Linked DNA regions of Sus scrofa: region 2 is linked to region 1. Evidence: chromatin contacts called from public HiChIP or PLAC-seq data. All regions are on one chromosome and are shown on one strand. The core of a region is the stretch at or near the end of the contact, and the rest is flanking DNA. Distances in the headings are between cores, read along the strand shown. Region 1 has its middle 16 kb from the start of SNX9. Region 2 overlaps LOC106506439 (a long non-coding RNA gene).

Evidence for each region. HiChIP or PLAC-seq counts read pairs in DNA pulled down with a chosen protein or histone mark.
Region 2: an H3K27ac HiChIP or PLAC-seq map of alveolar macrophages shows a contact between it and region 1. The contact joins two enhancer-like sites. A contact is called at or near these places in 10 of 47 Hi-C or Micro-C datasets (blood, brain, embryonic fibroblasts and 5 more) and 2 of 2 datasets of contacts at active chromatin or transcription factors (alveolar macrophages and skeletal muscle).

Annotation. Positions count from the first base shown.
Region 1 is chr1:9,253,739-9,256,613 of Sscrofa11.1, reverse strand. No RefSeq gene overlaps it. Among named protein-coding and RNA genes, the nearest start is that of SNX9, 16 kb to the right of the region's middle. Within about 2 kb of position 1,458, at least 13 of the 83 cell types and tissues checked have an H3K27ac peak or open chromatin away from gene starts, as enhancers often do. A contact at or near this core is called in alveolar macrophages and retroperitoneal adipose tissue, where this site is marked.
Region 2 is chr1:9,292,986-9,295,860 of Sscrofa11.1, reverse strand. LOC106506439 (a long non-coding RNA gene) reads left to right here. Exons shown (of 5, transcript XR_002342376.1): 4 at 663-803. Among named protein-coding and RNA genes, the nearest start is that of SNX9, 55 kb to the right of the region's middle. Within about 2 kb of position 1,365, at least 8 of the 83 cell types and tissues checked have an H3K27ac peak or open chromatin away from gene starts, as enhancers often do. A contact at or near this core is called in alveolar macrophages and retroperitoneal adipose tissue, where this site is marked.

The sequences.
Region 1 (2,875 bases), core at 209-2,708:
TTGATCGTGTCCCTCTCCAGCTTAAAATCTTCAACTGTGACGTCTAGAAGGACAAAAGATGTAAAACTCAGTTTCTAGAAATGTGGCAAACTGAGCCAGCGCAGAGCTCAGTCCCACCTTACCTGATGTCCACAAATACGTGGAAACATTAGAGAAAATATAACAAAAAGATTTAAAATGCGTAGCTAGGGACAAAAACTCCAGGTGTCATGGAGAATGGGAAACTTGTAACTTGAAGTCTCACTCCACTGCGAAGGCAGGAATTGATCTTGATATAGGCCCCAAAGACGAGGGGGAGATTTTTTTTTTTTTTTTTTTTTTTTTGTCTTTCTAGGGCCATGCCCATGGCATACAGAAGTTCCCAGGCGAGGGGCTGAATCGGAGCTGTAGCTGCCAGCCTGCACCACAGCCACAGCAACGCAGGATCCGAGCCACATCTGCAACCTACACCACAGCTTATGGCAACGCCAGATCCTTAACCCATTGAGCGAGGCCGTGTCCTCATGGATCCTAATCGGGTTCGTTACTGCTGAGCCACAACGGGAACTTCTAGGGTGGGACTTTAAGCAAGAGCAGGAGATATAGTCTTGGGCCCACATGAGGCAACGAATGGAACCGAGACCCTTAAATAAACTAAGACCCTGTGTGAACTATCCTTTCATTAAAGCAGATAAATGATAAAAACTCTCCTTTCACTAAAAGTCTCACCCTGCTTTCCCAAGAAGACAACAATAAACTGTACCTGCCCAGGGTTCTGGGAGGAAAAACACCTCCTGGGAACTATTAAAGTTCCAAAGCTACACCAGCCGGGGTGAGGACGTGAAATTTACAACACCTCCATGGTGTGGAAATTTCCAAGCTAAACTTTTAGCATGAAAATTCGTCTCAGACTAAGAAGAAATCCAAACTATTCTCCAGAGAGATTTTCTTGGTCAAAAATGCAAGTGACATCCTCAGAAAAAAATCTTAAAATGAGCTCACAAACAAAACTTATAAACCACAGGAGGAAACACTTGCCACAGACATGGATACCCCATGACATAGCAACTGGCATCCAAGAGGGAGAGCCACAGAGCATCCACGATGGAAGCCTCGGATGTTTTATACCATGACCTCGGTGGCAGCACCCATCCCTTTGGCCCTGTTATTCAGTAGAAGCTACTCCATAAATTCAGCAAGGGGAGGAAATTATATGGAAGAATGAGTCCTAGGAGAAGGGGATATTTGGGGGCTGTTTTAGAGGCTGCCTGCCATCAAAGTTTAGTGAACTCTCCATGAGTATAAATAAGTTCAATGAATGAACGGGATGGGAAATGGAGAGATGGGAGTAAAATTAGAAGAAGACTTCATGAGATGGGTCATGTGTTCAGTTTTGGCATATCCTATTTTGGTCCCTGTGTGTGATTATGGCAGAGACTATGAGTTGACTCATTTCCTGTTTCCCCCGACTACAGAGCTAGACTGCATTTCCAGCCTTGCTGGCAATTAGATGAGGCCAAGGGGTTGAATGTGGGTGTAAGGGAGTTCCCTGATGGCTCAGTGGGTTAAAGGTCCAGTGTTGTCAGTGCTATGGCTCAAGTTGCTGCTGTGATGCTGGTTCGATTCCTGACCCCAGAACTTCTGCACCCCATGGGTGCAGCCCCCCTAAAAGTGGGTATGAATGTTTTCCCACCTCCCCTACCTGCCAGGCAGATGAAGAAGACCTGGTAGGGACTGCCATGCTCCCCAACCTCCCAACTTTCCACTGCACCACTGTGGGAATTCCAATGTTTTCCTTCTGAAATCAATTGTTCATCACATTCTCTCTACTCCCTTTTTAATCACATGCCACTTGTCTTTTAAATCTGTTGTGAATTTTGTGGTGTTGTTCACCCTGTGCTTTTGTTGATATATTTGTTCTTTGTTTTCCTGGCTCTTTTTTTGTTTTGTTTTGTTTTTTGTTTTTTGTTTTTTGCCATTTTCTTGGGCCACTTCTGCGGCATATGGAGGTTCCCAGGCTAGGGGTCAAATCGGAGCTGTAGCTGCCAGCCTACACCAGAGCCACAGCAACGTGGGATCCGAGCCTACACCACAGCTACACCTACACCACAGCTCACGGCAACAACGGATCCTTAACCCACTGCGCAAGGCCAGGAATCAAACCCGAAACCTCATGGTTCCTAGTCGGATTCATTCCACGACGGGAACTTTAGGACTTTCCGTGTGGCTTGCAGCATAACTACCCGGCTCTATTTTTAAATTAAAGAAATTTTCCAGCTTTATTGAGGTGTAATTGACAAATGGAAATTATTTACATTCGGGATGTACCACATAAATATTTAACATATGCATACATTGTGAATTCGTACTGCAATCAGGTTAATTAAAACTTTCATCACCCTACACAGTTACCATTTCTTTGCATGTGATGAGAACCCTTAAGACCTACTGTGTTAGTAAATTTCAAGTATGCAACACAGTATCATTAACAATAGTCAGCATGACTTCCGTTTGATCACCAGAACATATTCTTCTTATAACCGAAACATCACCCTGTTTCCATCCCACCCCCTCCCAGCCCCTGGCAGTGCCCATTCTACTCCATGGTCCTGGGAGCTCAACTTGGTTAGATTCCACCTATAAGTGAGTTCATACAGTATTTGTCTTTCTGTGTTTGGTTTATTTTACATAGTACAGTGTCCTCCAGGGTCATCCATTCTTTTGCAAATGTCAGGATTTCCTTCTTTTTATGGCTGAATAATATTCCATCACATTACATTTCACCTGTCAAAGGATATTTAAGTTGTTTTCATGTCTTGGCTATTTTGAATAATGCTGCAATAAGCATGGAAGTGCAGATATCTCTTTGAGATCATGATTTCAATATTCTTCAATA
Region 2 (2,875 bases), core at 116-2,615, 39 kb before region 1:
GGGTGCTCGACTCTCCAATATCCATTCTACCCCCAGAGAATCATCCACGCCACTTACCGTAGGTACCCCATTTCCCCACTGGGTCATTTAGCAATAGACATGAAATAGATGTGTGACCCAGCCCTGGCCCTCAGGATGCAAGAAGAAGCTGGGGGATCTTCAGAAGCATGGTCTCCCTCCTGAAAAAGTATTTCACAATCTCCAGGGAGAAATTCTCTCCCTCTGTTGTCTCTCTTTCCTAGTGGCCTCTCTTGGAACCATATTCCTGAGTGTTAGTCATTTCTGATGGGGAAGAGAGTGCATCTGGGATAGAAAAACACCAGCTCAAGAGTTTGTGGCAATTTCTCTTTGAAGGGGTGCGGCAATGGAGACTACTGATAGACTGGCATAATTTTGGAGTTTGCCCTTTTTTGTCAAAGATTAAAGGAAGAAAAAGACCCTTTCACACTATTTGATTTAACTCACTCCAGTAGATGATAGTGTGACAAAAGCCACTGTGATTTAAGCTTGAATGTGAGGCATTTAAAAGCACTTGCTTGAAAACATTTGTCTTGCATCTTTCAAAAAACCGCACCCCTTCAGAATGATTTTGATTTTCCACTCCTATGCAGAAACAAAGCTAAATGCTTTTCATCCTGAAAATGCCCTTTCATAATTTCTAGGATCTTGGCTGCAAGACAGAAATGGAAAATTCCCCACAAGAAGCCTCTCGTCATGGCATCTGTCTGTCTCACACTGATCTTCTCAGATGTTCCTGGTGAGGCGGGGGGAGAAAGCTCAGGTGCTACAAAACAATGATGCTGGTGAGTCAGACTCATGGGATTTTTTTTCCCTCTGAAACTAGACTTTGTTTCATGTGTGATCTTTGCGACAAGACATAATAACATCAGCTGACTGACAAGACAATTGTCGGTATTCACATCTGAGGCCAGCGTGTCGGTCTGTTATATTTTATCAATACCATCCTCACTAGTGTGGTTGACACCGTTAAATGAGGAAATATATGATGCAGTTCTCTGTAAATGGCAAAGTTGTACATAAACACAGTCCCTTGTGTGATCCATGCAATCTCTGTGCAGGTACCATAACCCCTATGTCATTGCATGCATAGAGTTCTTTTGGTTTGGGGTCCAGATGTATAGTTTGCCAAGCTTATCAAAGTTTCTAGCTCCTTGAACGTGGCCATCATATCTTCAGGATAGGAGCTGCTTTGGTACCCCTGCAGGTTCTAACAGCGCACAGGTAGGAGATACCCCAGCCAGTGAGGAAATATTTATTGAAACTTGAGCCTGATCCATAGGGGGCAACATAGTCAAATACATCGGGGCGGTCTGGCTGCGGCCAGCAGAGGGCGCTGGCAACGAAGATGAGCATCTTAGCGGTGAAGGAAGTGGGGCCAATATGCAAATGAGGCCAGTCTCCAACCTAAAGCTTGGGAAGAGCCATTAATTCAGGTGGTTTGACAGCCTTTCCCTGGAAACTTAGCGTGTGTGTGTGTGTGTGTGTGTGTGTACACGCGCGCGTGCTGCATAACCTCACACATCACCACACTCAGCCTTGGAACAGCAGTGGATCTTTTACACCCAAGCCCCACCCAACAGGATCCAACCCCATCCCCAAGAGCCAGCAGTTAAAAATACCTATAACTTCATGATTGTGCCACTTCTTTAGTAAAAATCAGGAAGATTAAGATGATAATAAATTGATGGAAGAAGTCCAGAAACATGAACTGTAAAACATAGAAGCGACTTAATCTAAAAATAGTCATTGTAACAGTTGCCACTTGTTACCTATGCCTTGTTACGTATGTGCCCGCCGGTGCTTGGCAATCCCTTTTCTCTCTGGAGCCTCACACTCCAGAAGTAGCTACAAGGTGGCGCCACATGCTTCAACCGCGCTGCACGGGAGGGGCAGGCCCTGCGCCCTTGGCCACTTCACCGAGTCCCCACTGACTCAGGCATTCAACAGGAGTTTGTGGACCCCTTCCTGCAGCCTGGCACCCTCCTCGTGGTCAGGGATTCAGAGACACGGTCCCTCCTGTACGAGCCTCTTTTCAAAGGAGCACAGAGACTAACAGATGATGACTGCATACGCAGCCTTGACAGAGCAAAGAGTCCCCACATACAGCCTGGGAGGGCCAGTGAACACCTCCAGGAGGAGGTGACAGGAGCAGCCCTATGGCACCACCACAGTGGCACACCTGCCTCGGAACAAGTTTTGAAGGATGAGTAGGAGGAGCAGGAATGGGGATGAGGTGGGCGGGTGGGTGGAGGGATTCCAGGCCAAGGGGATGGCCTGAGAAAGGTCCCTGTAGCTGGAGCACAGATCCTGAGAGGAATGGGGACAAGCAGACTAAGGGGTGGACAGGGCCTGGGTCACCCAGAAGGACTTTGCACCATTGCAAGGAGCGTAGGTTTTGTTCTGAAAGCTAAGAGGGTGTTTGGGAGAATTTTATATGGAAAATAGCAATATCATAAATGTAATTTCAGACTTGTCGTGTCAGTCTTACGGAGAATGGATTCGAATGCAGCAAGTCTCTGGATGGCAAGACCCGTGGGGGGCTTTCTGCATAATCCAGGAGAGAAATTCTAGGATCTGTGAAGACAGCTGTGGTGGGGGTGCACAAGGAGGAAGGGAGGGTTCCAGACTTTTTTAGGAAGTAGAAGGGGTCAGATTTACTGACCAAATGATCGTAAGTCACGTGGGATAGGCTGGAGTCAGAGATGACTCCGGGGTTCTGGCCTAGGTCACTGGGTGGAAGATGACATCATTTCCCGTGAACAAGTTCCACGAGGACAGTGGCTTATTCAGCACGTGGCACGGTGACTTGCATATCGTCGGTGCCTAATAAATATTTATGAGATGAATGATGGCA